Regions from separate parts of the Pan troglodytes genome. Here region 1 is linked to region 2. The links are chromatin contacts, called in public Hi-C maps. All regions are on one chromosome and are shown on one strand. Each heading gives the region's core, a stretch centred on a gene start, on an enhancer-like site or on the middle of the called end of the contact. The rest is flanking DNA. Distances are from core to core; before and after follow the strand shown. Region 1 holds the start of LOC134807624 (a long non-coding RNA gene). Region 2 holds the start of RXRA (retinoid X receptor alpha).

What was found. A called contact is a pair of places that touch in the nucleus more often than the background predicts.
Region 1: a contact with region 2 is called in a Hi-C map of induced pluripotent stem cells, with 1.7 times the contacts expected there. The contact joins the enhancer-like site here to the promoter of RXRA in region 2. A contact is called at or near these places in 3 of 7 Hi-C or Micro-C datasets (induced pluripotent stem cells and stem cell-derived neural progenitor cells) and 1 of 1 datasets of contacts at active chromatin or transcription factors (stem cell-derived excitatory neurons).

Annotation. Positions count from the first base shown.
Region 1 is chr11:4,242,739-4,249,856 of NHGRI_mPanTro3-v2.0_pri, reverse strand. It overlaps LOC134807624 (a long non-coding RNA gene), which reads right to left and starts at 2,218. Exons shown (of 2, transcript XR_010148550.1): 1 at 1,666-2,218. Within about 2 kb of position 5,341, at least 2 of the 24 cell types and tissues checked have an H3K27ac peak or open chromatin away from gene starts, as enhancers often do. A contact at or near this core is called in induced pluripotent stem cells, where this site is marked.
Region 2 is chr11:4,097,976-4,105,347 of NHGRI_mPanTro3-v2.0_pri, reverse strand. RXRA (retinoid X receptor alpha) reads left to right here and starts at 4,067. Exons shown (of 10, transcript XM_016962037.3): 1 at 4,067-4,271. The coding sequence starts at 4,244.

The DNA.
Region 1 (7,118 bases), core at 4,092-6,591, 140 kb before region 2:
TAGGTTCCCGGGAGGCTCTCCGCTGGGAGCCGGGGGAAGTGTCAGAGCCAGGGCGACATTCCCAGGAATAGCGAGAGGCCCCAAGGACTCATTCCCTCTCAGAACGGAAGGCCTCGGTGACCCAGGACCCTCCTGAGGCTGTCACAAGTCTTCGAGTAACCACTGGGGCCCAGCGGGTCAGCTTCAAGGCCACTCCTAATGGCCACCACGCTGACCAGCAGCTTTTAGAATGGGCTGGTCCTTTGGAACTGCCCCTGGCTGGTGGGTGTCCCTGCCTGCCAGCCCCCGTCCTGCTGGCCTTGGCCTGGGTGGTGGGCTGGCCCCAGGGTGGGGTGTTCCTCCTACCCCTGCCTCTGCTTCCATCACTTTTTTTTTTTTTGAGACAGCGTCTCTGTTGCTCAGGCTGGAGTGCAGTGGCGCCATCTCGACTCATTGCGACCTCTGCCTCCTGAATTCAAACAATTCTCCTGCCTCAGTCTCCCGAGTAGCTGGGATTACAGGCGCCCACCACCGCTCCTGGCTACTTTTTGTATGTTAGTAGAGATGGGGTTTCACCATGTTACCCAGGGTGGTCTAGAACTCCAGACCTCAGGCAATCCATCTGCCTCAGCCTCCCAAAGTGCTGGGATTACAGGCTTGAGCCACAGCGCCTGGCTGCTTTGGTCACTTTGGGAACAGTATTCCAGTGTCAGGCTGCTGGGCCCGGGGGCTTGGGTGTCTGCCCCAGTCAGTCGCCCCTCTTGGGGTGGGACAACCAACAGGCATGGAACACGGGGTACCTGTGTCTTTTAGGGCGCAGGGCTGGGCAGTTCCAGCAGTGTCCACCAGGGGGCGGGGCCGCACCGCTCAGGGTGGAGCTGGAGCCACCAACCCGCATCCTGGCTGGGGCTCCGGGCTCTCACCATGGCCCTCTCCGCCTGGCTTCTCTGGGCTTGGGCAAGGCCCCTAACTGTTCTGTGCCTCAGTGTCTTTCCCCTTGAAGGGACTGATCTGCAGAGTGCCCGCCCTGGGGTTGAGCTTATGGTGAGGGCTCGGTGGCAGCCAGCCCTGACTGTCCTGTTTACTCCATGGAGAAACTGAGGCTGGAGTGTCCGCTGGACATCGGAGGTGACACCCTCAGGTGCAGCTGGCAGCGGGGCCCCAGGAGATGCTGGGAGGTGCCTAGATTTGTGGGGTTCTTGGTATGTGCCCAGCACGCAACAGTTCCAGTTGCAGTCCGGACTCTCTCTGGCGTTGTTTTTTTCAGAAGGTCATGTTTTCTGTGTGATACATAGAATACCTGCTCACTATAGAGACATTTAAAGCAACACTGAGCCGGGCGCGGTGGCTCATGCCTGTAGTTTCAGCTACTCAGGAGGCTGAGACTAGAGGATCACTTGAGCCCAGGAGTTCAAGACCAGCCAGGGCAACATAGCAAGACCCCATCTGTAAAAAAATTTTAAAATTTACCCAGGCGTGGTGGCACGCACCTGTGGCCCCAGCTACTCAGGAGGCTGAGGTGGGAGGATTGCTTGAACTTGGGAGGTCGAGGCTGCAGTGAGCTGTGGTTATGCCACTGCACTCCAGCCTGGGCGACAGAGTGAGACCCCATCTCTAAAAACAAACAACAAACTAAACGACATGGAGAAAAAGTACAATAAAAACTAAAAAGAGCTCTAATCTTACCAATCAGCACGTGACGGGCACCACTGGCGTTTCTACGGAGGAGAGTCGTTGGCATTCCTGTGGGTTTTCTATTTCCCATTGGGTCCAGAGTGTGGAGCAGCTCAGGGAGGCCCTGGAAGGGCGAGGGAAGGACGCAGCGTGCCTTTTTGTGTGTTCCAAGGTTTCCTGGGACTGGAAGACTCTGTCAGTGATGTGCAGGGGGAGCAGGAGGGTCCAGATAAGGCCCTTTCGGTGCTGTGTTTCGAAGGCCCAGAGGGTTTACAATGGGATGTTTCCCTGCATGCAGATGCCTTCCCCGTCACGTCCTGGGTTCCTGAGGACCAGGCACTTTGCCCGAAGTACACAGTTACTGTGGTTTCTTTTTGCCGCCCCACCCCCCCGTCCCCAGCACTATTATGAAATGGATATTGGCCTTGAAGTAGATGGTGTCTTAGGAAGGAGAAAAAGCATTTCCCTTCCCAGTGCCTGTGGTGACCTCTGGGCAGAGTGGTAGCCGCCCTGCCTGGCAGGCCCAGGACTCCCTGGATTTCTCCGACTCTGCAGGGATGCCCCCATGGCCTCCCAGTCAAGCCTGCTCAAGGGGCTGCCGTTCCCTGCTTCTGTAGAGAGGGTGATGACCGTCTAGGGGGAGAAGACCTCTTCTTAGGGCTCAGGGGCCTCTATTAATAAAGTGACTGCTGACCCCGGACGTACGGGAGGGAGGAGGGGACGGAACGTTCCCAGGGTTGGCGTTTGGCCGGAGACACTTCTTGCCTGACCCAGCTGGCCTCCTGAGCACTCCGGTTCTGCCCTGGCCCCCGAGGCTCCGATGGGCCGGAAGCCCTGCATGGACCAAGTGCTGGGGCTCCCCTTCCTCAGGGACATAAATCTCCCTGGACTGGCTCCCTGCGAGCGTCCTGAGGGCCTGAAAGAAGGAGGGACGGAGCCTCAGGCCTACGGGACCAGGCGGGACTCAGACATAGGCCATCCACCCTCCAGGAGCTGGCTCACAGCTGTTCTGGAAACTTCTCAGGCTGCACATGGTCCGGCTCTGCCTGTAGACCCCAGAGGCAGCCCGCAAGAGGGCTCTTGCTGTAGTTCGCTCGCGTTCGGTTGTTTCCATGGGTGTTAGTGGGTGTGGGCTGGGGACAGGCAAGAGGACAAGTCCTCTCCACCGTCAGAAGCCCGGCCTGTGCTGCAGAGACAGGAGGATGTGGTGCAGGCCAGTGAGCCCAGCTTGTGTGTCTTGGTTTAGCCACTCACAGACCCCCGTGCAGTTCTCTGGGGCTGAGGTCCTCGGTACCCCAGGAGGGGAGGCAGGTGATTTTAACAAGTCATTCTAAGGACAGCACAGCTGGCAAGAGGTGGCCACTGCTGTTGCCCGGACGGACAGGTGAGAAACCCAGGGCACAGAGAGGCCACTTGCCGGCCCCACGCCACACAGGGAGTGTGGAATGACTTTGGGATAACTCCACACACACCGCGGCAGCTCCTACTTACGAGAACTTTGCCGCAACCTTGAGTGCGGGTTTTAAGCAGAAACAGAGGCCAGGCTTCAGGGACGGGTGGTGCCACCAGGAGGGGCTTTTCTGGTCTGACAGGCCGAGTGGGGCCGGGGCCTTCGGGAGGGGGGCCGGGGCCTTCGGGAGGGAGGCCGGGGCCTGCGCGGTCACCGCTGTGCCAAGGAAGAAGGCACTCCAGGCAGGGACCTGGCCCAGGCAGAGGCCCCGGGAGGGCTGCTGGTGAGGCTGTGGGGTTGGGGCTGGAGTAGGAGGTAGAATCTTCTTGGGATTGGCCCAAAAGATGTCACAGCACCAAAGTGTGGGCCAGCCTCGGGGGTCCCTCCAGGTGACATTTCAGTGCCCCAGGAGAGGCCACCTCGGAGACTTGGCCCCGCAAGGCCCTAGCGCACACTGACGGGGAGAGGCTGCCTGTTCTCCCTGCGGTAAACGCCCCGGGCGGACAGACTGGGCCGAGTCCCGTGGGCCTGGGGTCGCTTTGGTGGGTGCCCTCCCCTGCCTCGGCATTTGGACCATCCCAGAGGCTGCAGGGATTTAACTCAGGGGAGGGTGCTGGTCCCTGTAGTTGGAGCCCCGAGACCCTCCGGCCAGAGGAAGAGCCCAGCATTCCCGGCACCCATGAGAGGACCCGAATATCCCGTCTTGAATCATACCCGCTGCCTCCACGCCCCTCGCCTACCTCCCGCGCCCCTCGCCTGCCTCCCGCGCCCCTCGCCTGCCTCCCGCGCCCCTCGCCTGCCTCCCGCGCCGCGCCCCTCGCCTGCCTCCCGCGCCCTGCACCCCCGTGTACTCTGGGGCTGGGGAGCCCTGGGGAGGCTGAAGCACTTACAGAGGCTTCCCTGGGGCACCAGAGCTCGGTGAGGGTGGAGATAAGTTAGTTTAAAAAATGCCGCCAGACAGAGCACGTGGAGGCATGAGTGGTGCCAGCTTTGCCCTCTCTCGGGCCTGCCAGTCAAGACCCCTGCCCTCTGAGTGCTTGCTGCGCATGGGCTGGAACCAGGTGCCCACGTACATGATGTCTGGCCCCTGGGGGCTGCGCATTGCTTCCTCTTTGGGACTGCGGAGAAAGCAGAAGTTCAGAGAGGAGCTCCAGCTAGTAGGGAAGAGAGAAGGAATTTGCAGGCAGCTCTGTGTAACTGCAGAGCCCAGGCTAGCCCCTGCCGTCTATCAGAGAAGCAGGGTGGTGACTGATGTCTGCTGGGAGCCACAGCTCCCTCATCCCCATTGCTGCAGATGTTTGGGAAATTCTGCTCGCAGCTCTCCCTGGGGGCCTGCATGCAGAGTGGCTAAAAACTCTGAGAAGTCCTGCATGGAAGAAATCTGCAGCCCCTTGCCCACCCAGTGCTTCCCTAACTTCCGCCACCACAGAGCGGCACCCATAACCCTCCACCCCTGGTCTAGGGCTCCGCAGACACACGCTTTGAAAAGCGCTGCCCTTTAGAGAGCTGGGGGCAGGACGTGAGCTGATGGGAGTGGGAGGCGAACTCATGTCTCTCCTCTGCCTGCAGGGTCCATCCCAGGCAGGAGTGGATGGTCCCTGGGGGTCAGGTGTGGCGCTGGGCTGCTGTGAGGGGCTGCAGTCAGGCTGTCCAGATGCCGGGGACCCCAGGGCCACCCATTCCCTTCTCTGCCCCTGTTTTCTCCTCTGTAAATGGCAGGAGAAGCCGTGCCTGCTTGGTAGGGCTGTTGGGGGATGCCAGCGCCTGGTGCAGGGAGACCCTTGACCATTGGCAGCTGTGGGGGCCCTGCAGGCGGGGGCTCAGGCTTGCTGGTCTGAGAGGTCTGAGTAGGGCGGGATCCTTAGGGGAGGCAGGCCTCGTTGCTGGGGGGGTGTCCTGCCCTGCGCTAGGCCTGGTGAGAAGACGGTCCCCAACAGGCACGTGGCCTGGCCCTGTTGGAGCTTCGGGCTGGCGGGGTGGAAGAACCAGCTCTAAGCAGATGATTTCTGGATTTGAGCCATGCAGGTTCTGGGAGCTGGGGAAACTCGTTTAGGGGTGGGCAGAGCTCATTCCTGAGGAAACAGCGTGGAGGACGAGTTGGAGTTTGCCAGGGAAGAGGGGAAGGAGAGGGCTCTGGTAAGAAGAGACAGCTCTGCAAAGGCCCTGAGGCTGGGAAGAGCAGCCGCTCCCCAAGGACAGCTAGGCGGGGGCGGGGCCCAGGCGGGGGCGGGGCCCAGGCGGGGGCGGGGCCAGGGAGGAGGAAGGTCATGGGGTCAGATTCCACAGGACCCAGCTTTCTCCCTTCCCTGAGAGGTGGTTTGGGCAGAGGTGGGCAGCATGGAGGCGGTGGCCCAGGGAGTCCCTGTGGTTGCCCGGGTGGAGTGTGGGGCTGGCCTGCCCCGGTGGGGACATACGCGCTCCAGGCACCCAGCAGCCCTCACCCAGCCCATCCGTCTTGCCCCGGGCCCCCCGGGTGCTGCCGTCTGGAGGGTGCTGTGTCTGGGCCTTGCCCCGGGGAGGTGGCCAGCCCAGATCCTCTGCAAACAGCTCGCCCCTCCCAGCTGCCCCCATCCCCTACCGTGCCATCCAGAGGGCACAAGCAGGGGGCCTCATGGCAAAGGTGGCACCAAGGGGCTTCAAATTCACAGCTGAGGGATGGCAGGGGAGAAGGAGAGGGCTCCAGGTGGGGGCGACAGGAGTGAAGGTGAGAGAGGAGGCGTGCCCGGGCATGGCATGGATGCCCACCAGGCATGGGGGTTGCCGTGTGAGTGTGCTCTGCCCACCGGTGGGTAGGGGCAAAGCACACTTCTGTGCCAGGGCATCTCCATGGGCCGGCGGTGTGCCTGGCCTCTGGGGAGGCTGAAATGGCCCAGCCAGCCACAGCCAAGGGCCCTGCCAGGTGGGGCAACTGCCTGGGCACTGACCCTCCCAATGCCCCTTTCAGTTTGGTGCCACTGGCCTCATTTCAGATGAAGCAACGTCTCCTTAGAGAGGCACATGCACCCCCAGTGTCTCCCAGCCAGGCCCTCTTCTCTGCGTGGGGTCCGTGGTGAAGACGGGAATGGAGGGGGCTGGCGGCCAGGTCAAAGCTGTCCGCACACACAGTGCCTTGGCCCGGAAGATCCTGCCGTCGGCCCTTCTCGTTAGCAAACAGGCCCGCAGCCCTCTGCCACTGCCAGTCCGTGTGGCTGCCCGGCTCCCTGCAGGGCGCCCTCGCCGGCTGACGGATACCCGCGTGCTCTCATTTCTTCCTGCCCGGGTCTCCTATTTATTTAGCCTGGAGTAACCCCTGCTGTTGCCTCTGCTCAGCTGGGAGCTAGCATCCTCTGTGCTTGGCCCTGCAACCTTGGGATTCTAGTCCCCGTGTTCCTCTGTCTTTCCAGGCTCTTGTCCAGTGTGGGCCCAAGGGACCCATCGTTCAGGCTGCGGTGTGGACTGAGCACCCGGGGCCGGTGCTGCTGAGTGTTGAGCTCTCTCCCCTGCTTCCTGTTTCCTCCCCTGCAAACTGGGGTGAGCCCACCTCTCTGGAGGGGCCAGGCTAGGAGCAGACAAGGCCCTGTGTGCACAGTTTGAATGACACCAGCACACACCGTGGGCGCTGGAGAAGACCAGATGAGGTGATCCGCAGGTGTGGGCTCCTGGAGGGGCCAGGTGCGTGCTGCGGATGGTTTTGTCTGAGCTGAGAGCGCATTTCAGGTTTCTAGGGAGGCCAGGAAGCCCTCAGGAGGGGCTGTCCGGATGTCCCACACTGGGAAGAGGTGGCATGGATGGGCATGGCTTCTAGAAGGAGGAGTCTGGGGGCGAGCATGTGAACAGGTTAGGAAACTGCAGAGCTCAGGAAGCAGCCTAGCAGGTGCCAGTTTAGTAGGTGTAAAGAGATGTCTTTGTCCTTTTAATTGTTACATTTGGAGCTTTGTGCAGTCACACATTTGACGGACTTGTTGGCTGCATTGTGTGAGTTGGTGATCCTGGCCATAGCCTGTTGTTTTTCCTAATGGGATAGCCGTCTTTCTTA
Region 2 (7,372 bases), core at 2,818-5,317:
CCCCTTGCGGCTGGTGCTGGGATTCGGTGGGGCTCTTTGGTGGCCCCTGGAGGGAACCCACTGTCTCTTGCCTGGAGCTGCCCTGAAATCCTGGCTCTTCTTTACAAACCAGCTCCTGTCCCCTTAAGCCTCACTCACCTGGACTCTTTGGCTCACGCCACCATTCAGCTCCCCAGAGTTCTGGAAGCAAGACCCCAGCTGATGACGGAGGCAGCGGCTGGCCTTCGGAGGACCTCGCCTTTCTCTTCCCCTGCACTGCTTTGGGTTTGGGGTGTGCAGGGCCAGCCAGCTGACTGCTACCAGGGCAGACGCTGTCAATGGTGACTGCCCTGTAGGCCTGCAAACATTTTACCAGAGGCCAGACCCAGGAGCAGAGGGGTCCTCTTCTCTTCCTCCTCCTCCCCTCCTGTCCTCTCCTCTCCCCTCCCTCCTATCCTTTCTCTTCCTCTCCACTCAGCAGAACAGACTGGAGCCCAGGTGTGGACAAGTGGCTTGAGTGTTTCCCTCTAGACTGATGGAGAGACAAGCTATGACTGAGAAAGGGGGTTCGGGCTGGGACCCCTGGGCCTAGTCCCAGTTCCCTGTGGCCCTGCCGGGTGGCCCCTTGCCTCTCTGAGCTTTCGGCTCTACTTCCCAGCTCGAGTCATCATCGGTCACCACAGACAAAAGGTGTTGTCCCCAAAGGAGCCACAACGGATGTGAGAGAGAGTCCCCTTAGGCTGAGGTGCTTGGGGACAGATCGGGCCACCTTGCCCAGCAGTACCCAAGCCCTTGGCCTCCCTTGTTGGAGGCCGAGCTCCCCAAACCCCTGTGAGGTCCTGCTAGTGACCAGCTCAGGACCACAGGGAACCTCTGGAAGCAGCTTAGAGCCCCGTTGGTGTCCTGGGAACTTCTGGGAGCAGTCCACCCAGACGCCAGCTTCCTCATGCTCAGCCAGCACAGAGACCGGCCTTTAAAAATATTATTCAACAAGCAATTCCCGGGACTGTTTACAAGACTGAGCCGAGACAGGCATATGAAATAGGCCAAAGTACCTTAAAAAGTGTCCCTCAGGGAAATTAAAAAAAAAAAAAGACCCAAACAAAAAAACAAAAAAACAAAACCTTCTTAGAGCGCAGGTTGTGAATAAATGGATACTACTATAAAAATATTTTTGGCTGTAGCAGCACATGGTGGGAAGGCTGGGGTGTTTTTTTCCATGGCTGGCTCAGACCTGGCCATTTCATATGGGGCAGCTACTATCCCGGGAGGTTTCGTGTAGAATCATTTGCACCAAAAAGCTCCAAACTGAGGGGGAGGATAAAAAATAGTGGCCACAGAAATAACCAGCGGCATCGTCATTTTCCATCAAGGACCTGGTGTGTTTTCGGCAGCCAAGCACCCAGGCCCCTGCCCCATGGAAGAGAAAGGCGGGGCTGAGAGCCATTCACCGTCTGTGGGCACAGAGGCTGGATGTGAGCCCAGATCTGCAGGACTCCGGACTCCGTGCGCTTTCCACGTGGTCTCTAGAGCAGGGGATGACGCCTTCCGGTGTTTCTTAGGAACAGAGGGCCCTTCTGGAACCTTCAGCCTTCCCAAGAGGAACCCACATGGAAATCTGTCTGCATGTGCCTCCCCGACTCCAGGCACCAACAGCTCCTGAGTCTTGAGTTTTCAGGGACAAGGAGTGAGATGGGGGTGGGGTGGAGAGTCCAGCATGCCACACCGCCCACTGTTGGGAGGTGACCTCAGACACTTCAGCCCAGCCTTCCCACCATTGCCTGGCGTGTCCTGACCTGCCGTCCGCGGCCTGCTGCTCCTTCTCTCTGCAGGCCGCTGCTCAGCCGGCCCTGCTGCCTGGGCGGCCACTGCCTGACAGAACCTCCCTGCTCCAAAACCTGACTCAAGAACCAGGGATCCCAAAAGCTGCCTGAGCCCTTTGGCTGGACAGAGCCTTGCTCTCCCTGCACTGAGCATAGGCGAAGGGCCTGCCTAATTCAGCGTCATTTCATCATCATCATCATCACAATAACTGTCACACTGAGCTCGTCCTCCCGAGCGAGCGCAGACTCTCCATATTATCTCACTTAGTCATCTCAGTGACTCAGTGAGGAGGGAGTGGTTGTTCCCACTTTACAGATGAGAAAACTGAGATACAAGGAGGGAAGTGACCCAGCCAGGCCACACGGTTGGTGGGAGGTGGACCTGCAATCTGGCCCAGGCCTTGTCTATCTGGGACCCCCCCGCAACCCCCCAACCTGAGTACAGTCAGGAGGGGCCCAAGCAGTCACAGAGACAGGCCTGGAAGGCGGCGGGCACATGGCACTTGTGCAGTGTATGTTGGTGCTTACGGGGGCTCTTTCTCAGTCCTATCCTTTGTTTGCCGCCCCCCTCCCTGGCAGGAGGAACTCAGTTTTAGAAGGGCAGTGGGTTGGGCCGGCATGCCATGTGCAGTGGGGAAGTGGGTCTGTTGTGGCTGTAACCACAGTGGGTGAGGACCAGGTGTCAACAGTGGCCCTCATCCCGGAGGGAGTGGGGCAGGCTGCCTGTTGGACAGGGTGTGTGAATAGGGGGACGGGGTGGCCTTTGGTAGGGGCCCAGGGGTCAGTGAAGAGGGGGAGGGGGAGAGGGCTGCCTTGGGCTCTGGCTGTGCTGGGGGTGGGCTGCCCAACCAGGGCACTTCTGTCCCAAGTGGAACCAAGACCTCCCACCGGAACAGGCCACCGGAGCCCTCGTGGAACCCAGCTCCGGGTGGCCCGACTTGAGGGGCACCCAGGCAGCAGGACACCTCTCTGGTCTCGGGCTGTTATCTTTGGGCCGTGTCATGGCTGTCCACACGCGGTCATCACCTCCTCACCTCCCTCCCCATTAGCGTCCCCTGACCCGGGCCACCACGCGCAGCCTGCGTGAATGGTCAGTCCCTGTGCCTCGCAGCCCGGGACCTTAGGTCTAGGTGGTTAGCAAGCTCGCGGTGGGGGTGCGGAGGGAGGGCGCGGCGGGGCGCCTCGGCGCCTGCTCAGGAAGGCTGGGCTTGGCGGCGCGCAGGTAGCTCACACCCAAATCCGAATTCCAGCCGCCCGAGACGGCGGGCGGCGGGCGGCGCGCGGCGGAGGCGGCCCGAGCTGTCCCGGGGCAGGAGTGCTTCCTTTCGTTTTCAAACAAATCGTGAATTTAAAAGTCAGGCAGAGAACTACGCAGGGTATAAAAATAGCCACCGGCCACAAAGTCTGTGTCCAACTCCGGGCAGTGCCTGCCCAGCCTGGTGCCTTTGAAGAGGGGTCCCAGGAGTGCGGGTCGATGAGGAGGCGAAGCGCGCACCCCTCCTCGTTCCCGGTGGGCTCGTGGGTCTCTCCGTGGGGGTAGGGCGTGAAAGTGTGGGGTGGACCGGGGGTAGCGTCCGGAAGACGAAACCTTCCCCGGACAAGGAGCTCGTCCTCTGCCGTTGGGGCACATCGTCACTCCCGGGCCTCAGTTTCCCCACGTGTCCGCCGCGGCGGGGTGCGAGGTATGGGTGCCGCGGCCATCCCGCCCGGCACTGCGCTTGCCTGGCCCGGGCCGGGGTCCCCTCGCGGCCACCGCCCGGCCGCTTTGTGTGGCCGCGCAGACAATGGCCCGGCCGCTGGGCTCCCGGCCCGGCTCTCCGCCTCCTCCGGGCCCTTGCGCGCAAGTGTGTGTGTGCGCGAGTGTGTGCGCGAGTGTGTGGCGGGCCCGGGGAGGGAGTTCTGCTCCCGCCCTCGCCCCCGCCCCGCTCCCTCTGCGCCCCGCCCCCTCCCACGCCGCCTCCTCGCGGCTCCCGGGAACCCCTGGCGGAGGAGAACTCGCAAGTTTGCACGGCGCTCTCAACTCGGCGGCCGGGCGGGCGGCGATCGCGGGGCTGCGGCGGCGGAGGGGGGCGCGCTCCGGGCGGGGCTGGGCGGGCGGGGCGCGGGCCGAGCGGTGGCGGCGGCGCTGCGCCGAGTCAGCGCCCGTCGCGGGCCCCCCACCACCCCCCCGCCGGCGCCGCAGCGCCGCGGTCGGAGCGGGGCGCGGGCGCGCGGCGGCGGGGGCGCGGGCCGGGCGCGCGCGGCGGCGGCGCGCAGACACAAGTAGTTTACATTGTTGGGCGACTTTTGCAACAACTCGCCGCGCCGCGGCCTCCGCGCGCCGCCGCCGCCACCGCCGCCGCCGGCTCCCCGCCGCCCGGGCCCGGGCCGGCCGCGCCGGGGGCCGCCGCGCCCGCCGCCCGCTGCCTGCGCCGCCGGCCGGGCATGAGTTAGTCGCAGACATGGACACCAAACATTTCCTGCCGCTCGGTGAGTGCTCGCCGGGCCGGGCGGGGACGGGGCCGGGGGCCGGGGGCCGGCGGGCGGGAGGGGGCCGGGGGCGCGTTGGCGGCGCGCGCGGGGGGTCGCCGGCCCGGGCCCCGCTCGGACCCCTCGCCGACCTTCGCGTGAGTTCGGGCGCCGGGCCCGGGGAGGGTCGACCCGGGGCAACTTTTCGCGGGGCCCGGGCGGGGCTGGGCAGCGGGCGGGCGGCGGGGCCGGGGGGCGGGTGGCAGGTTCGCCCGGGACGAGGAGGGGTCTCCCGCTCACCGGCGGCCGCCTGCGCCCCGGCGCCCAGCTGCAGCCGCGCCGCGCAGGAACCCGGCCGGAGCGGGAGGAGCAACTTCTGCGCTCCGCGGCTCCGGCCTCCCTGGCCTGGGGACCGGGACGGCGCGCTGGGCCCCGAGCGGCCTCTGCGCCGCCCGCCCGTCGGGCTGCGGCTTCCAGCAGGCCGCTGGCCCTTGGGTGTGTGTCCGCCCAGGAAACAGACTGGGACCCTGTTATCCCCAAAGCAGCCCACGCCCGGGTGGGCAGGGGCCCCCGGGGCTGTATGAACAGAACGTCAGACCTGGGAAGGCCCCATTCCAGAAATGGGGCCCCTCACTCTGGCACCCCCGGGTGTTCTCCCAGGCTGGCTCTCCATTTGTGAGCAGGACAGCGCAGAGGCGCGTAGGGTCAATTTCCCTCCTCCTCCTGCCATCCCGCCCGGTAGCTTCCTATCCCAGACTGCCCGCCAACTCCAGGCCCAGACCTACCGAGAAGGGGGAGAGGGCATGGCTGGGGCCCCCACCCATTGCTCTCCCAGGGGTTTGGAAGCTAGTGAGAAGGGGGAGACTTTATAAATTAGCTCCGGGAAGGATATTAATTTGGTGGTGGGACGGCAGCCAGGCTGTCAGGCCGGGTGAAGGATTTGTGCTGAATGGAGAGCGAAACAGCTGATTATGAATGAAGCCCCCGCCATCCGTAGCCCCTCCTGCCCACCCTCCCTGCAGCCTGGGGTGCAGCTTGGCCACCCCAGGAGGTGCTCAGAAGCCAATGTAGCTGCAGGGATGTTTAGTGAGATGGGGCATCAAGGGGAGCCAGCATGGACCTAGCCCCTCCTGGATGTGAGGGTGAGAGTCTGAGTATCTCTGCTACTCACAGGCAGGTGTGCTGCCCCGTGACCGGGGCAGGCGGTGGGTTCCAGGTTTGTCAGACGTAACGCTTACTCCCTGCCTCTGTCATGATGGAGTGGTGGGCTCGAGGCCTTGAATGAGCTCCAGGGCTCAGCCTCCAGGGGTGGGCGCTCATGCCCATTTTGCAGATGAGAAAACTGGCTGGGAGAGGCTGAGCCCCCAGGATACAAGGTGGTGGATTTGGGATTAACACCCCCAGCTCGTGGTACTGCTGAGTGTGAGGCAGGAGGGAATGCTGCGCTGTCTGTGACCGAGTGCAGTGTGGAGTGGGCTGGGGCTGCCTTTCCCTATTAAAGCTTTGCACTCACACATGTGCACACACACATCCACACACACAGAGCTAGGCTCTCCCAGACGATTCCTCTGGAACGAGAATGCTCAGCTCAGTGTCTGGCCCCTGGACGTGGCAGGGGCCTGGCTGGTTGCACTTCAGCTGAGTACTGAGAACCGAACAGGTCCCTGTTTCTAATGCTCTGGGTGGGACAGGGATAGTCCACGGAGCTGGTGGATGTAGGGCGAGGGAGCAAGGGGTGCCCAGTCGCCATGGTGGCTTGCTGGAGTCCCTGTGAGGAGGAGAGGTCGTGCCTCCGAGCCACTGCCCCAGGGATCTCCCTGGGCACTCCCCTGCCACAAGGAAGCTAGGAGTCTTCTGTTCTCGAGCAGCAGCTCTCCCGACCGGCCCATGGCCTCCCAGGCAGCCCACGCCCCAGGGCTGAGCAGAGAGCCCTGGGCTCTGATTACATTTTATTTTTTTTCTAAGCTTGTGACCAGCTCTGAAGTCCAGAGCAGTCGAAGGTCCATTTAAGCGGCTACTTGCCTAAGCCCTTTTGTCAACACAGCCTAATCCCTCCTCGGGGTGAGTGGTGGAGGGCCTGGCTTGTCTTGGCCCGGCTGGCCGACCGGTCAGACCTGGAGCTGCTGGGGAGACTCGGCCACCCCTTACAGCTGCCCAGCCGCTTTTGGGGTCTGGGGTAGAGAGGGCTTCCTCCTCCCAGCATTCACTGCCGCTGGGCTTGGTGGGCTGGGGGAGGATCCCAGTCGGTGTCCACCGAGCCGCTCAGTGAGGGCAGGGATGAGTCCAGCGTCCAGATCTGGAAGGAAAGCAAGGCCGAGGGACTCGCCAGAGGCAGCCCCAGCTTCCTGGCCCTGCTGCCCGGGGCTGGCCGCGCTCCCACGCCTGCCGGGGAGAAGGCCCCGGCTGGCCTTATCCTGAATGGTGGGACTCAGGCGGAGTCCACAGAGTCCAAAGGTCTCAGACCACACCAGACCCCATGCGCCTGTGGAGAGACCCGGTGGCAAAGCTGTAGGCCCGCTGACCACTCTTGGAGTTGGGGCACTTGGGGGCCTGGGTGAGCTTGCAGCCTGTGTGAGGGGCTTCTGGTAACATCAGAGCCCTTGGGACCCAAAATAGAGCACATTCCGGGGCCTCCCGAAATAACAGGGTCATGTGACTCTCAGGAGGCTGGGCTTGGAGTCCCGCTCAGGCCTGACGAGGGCGTCTTTTAGCGCGGGCGCTGCCCGACGGCAGGGTGTTTGTTTTGGTAAACTCTGGAGGGGCCCTGTTTGTTGACTGGGGAGATGTCAGGGAGAGAAAAATGGCCCAGTCCGATGGTGGCCCTGGCTTGCTAGCCTCCAACCTTGCCTAGGGCTGGCTGCTGGGCCTGGACCCGAGCATGCAGCTGTGATCCTCTGCCCAGATGTGGATGGGACGAGCTGGGCCCCTAGGAAGGGCTGGTGGGGGGCGGGTGCTCTGAGTCCCTTGGGGTGTGGGGTGCAGGTTGAGCCGGCAGCCCTGGTCACACGGGCAGCTGCTGTGACTGGCTCCCGGCTCTGCCAGCACCTGGTGGTTCTTCCAGCTGTGCCTGTCCTTCAGGGCCTGTGGGGGGCTCGCCTCCACCAGGAGGCCCCTCTGACTGC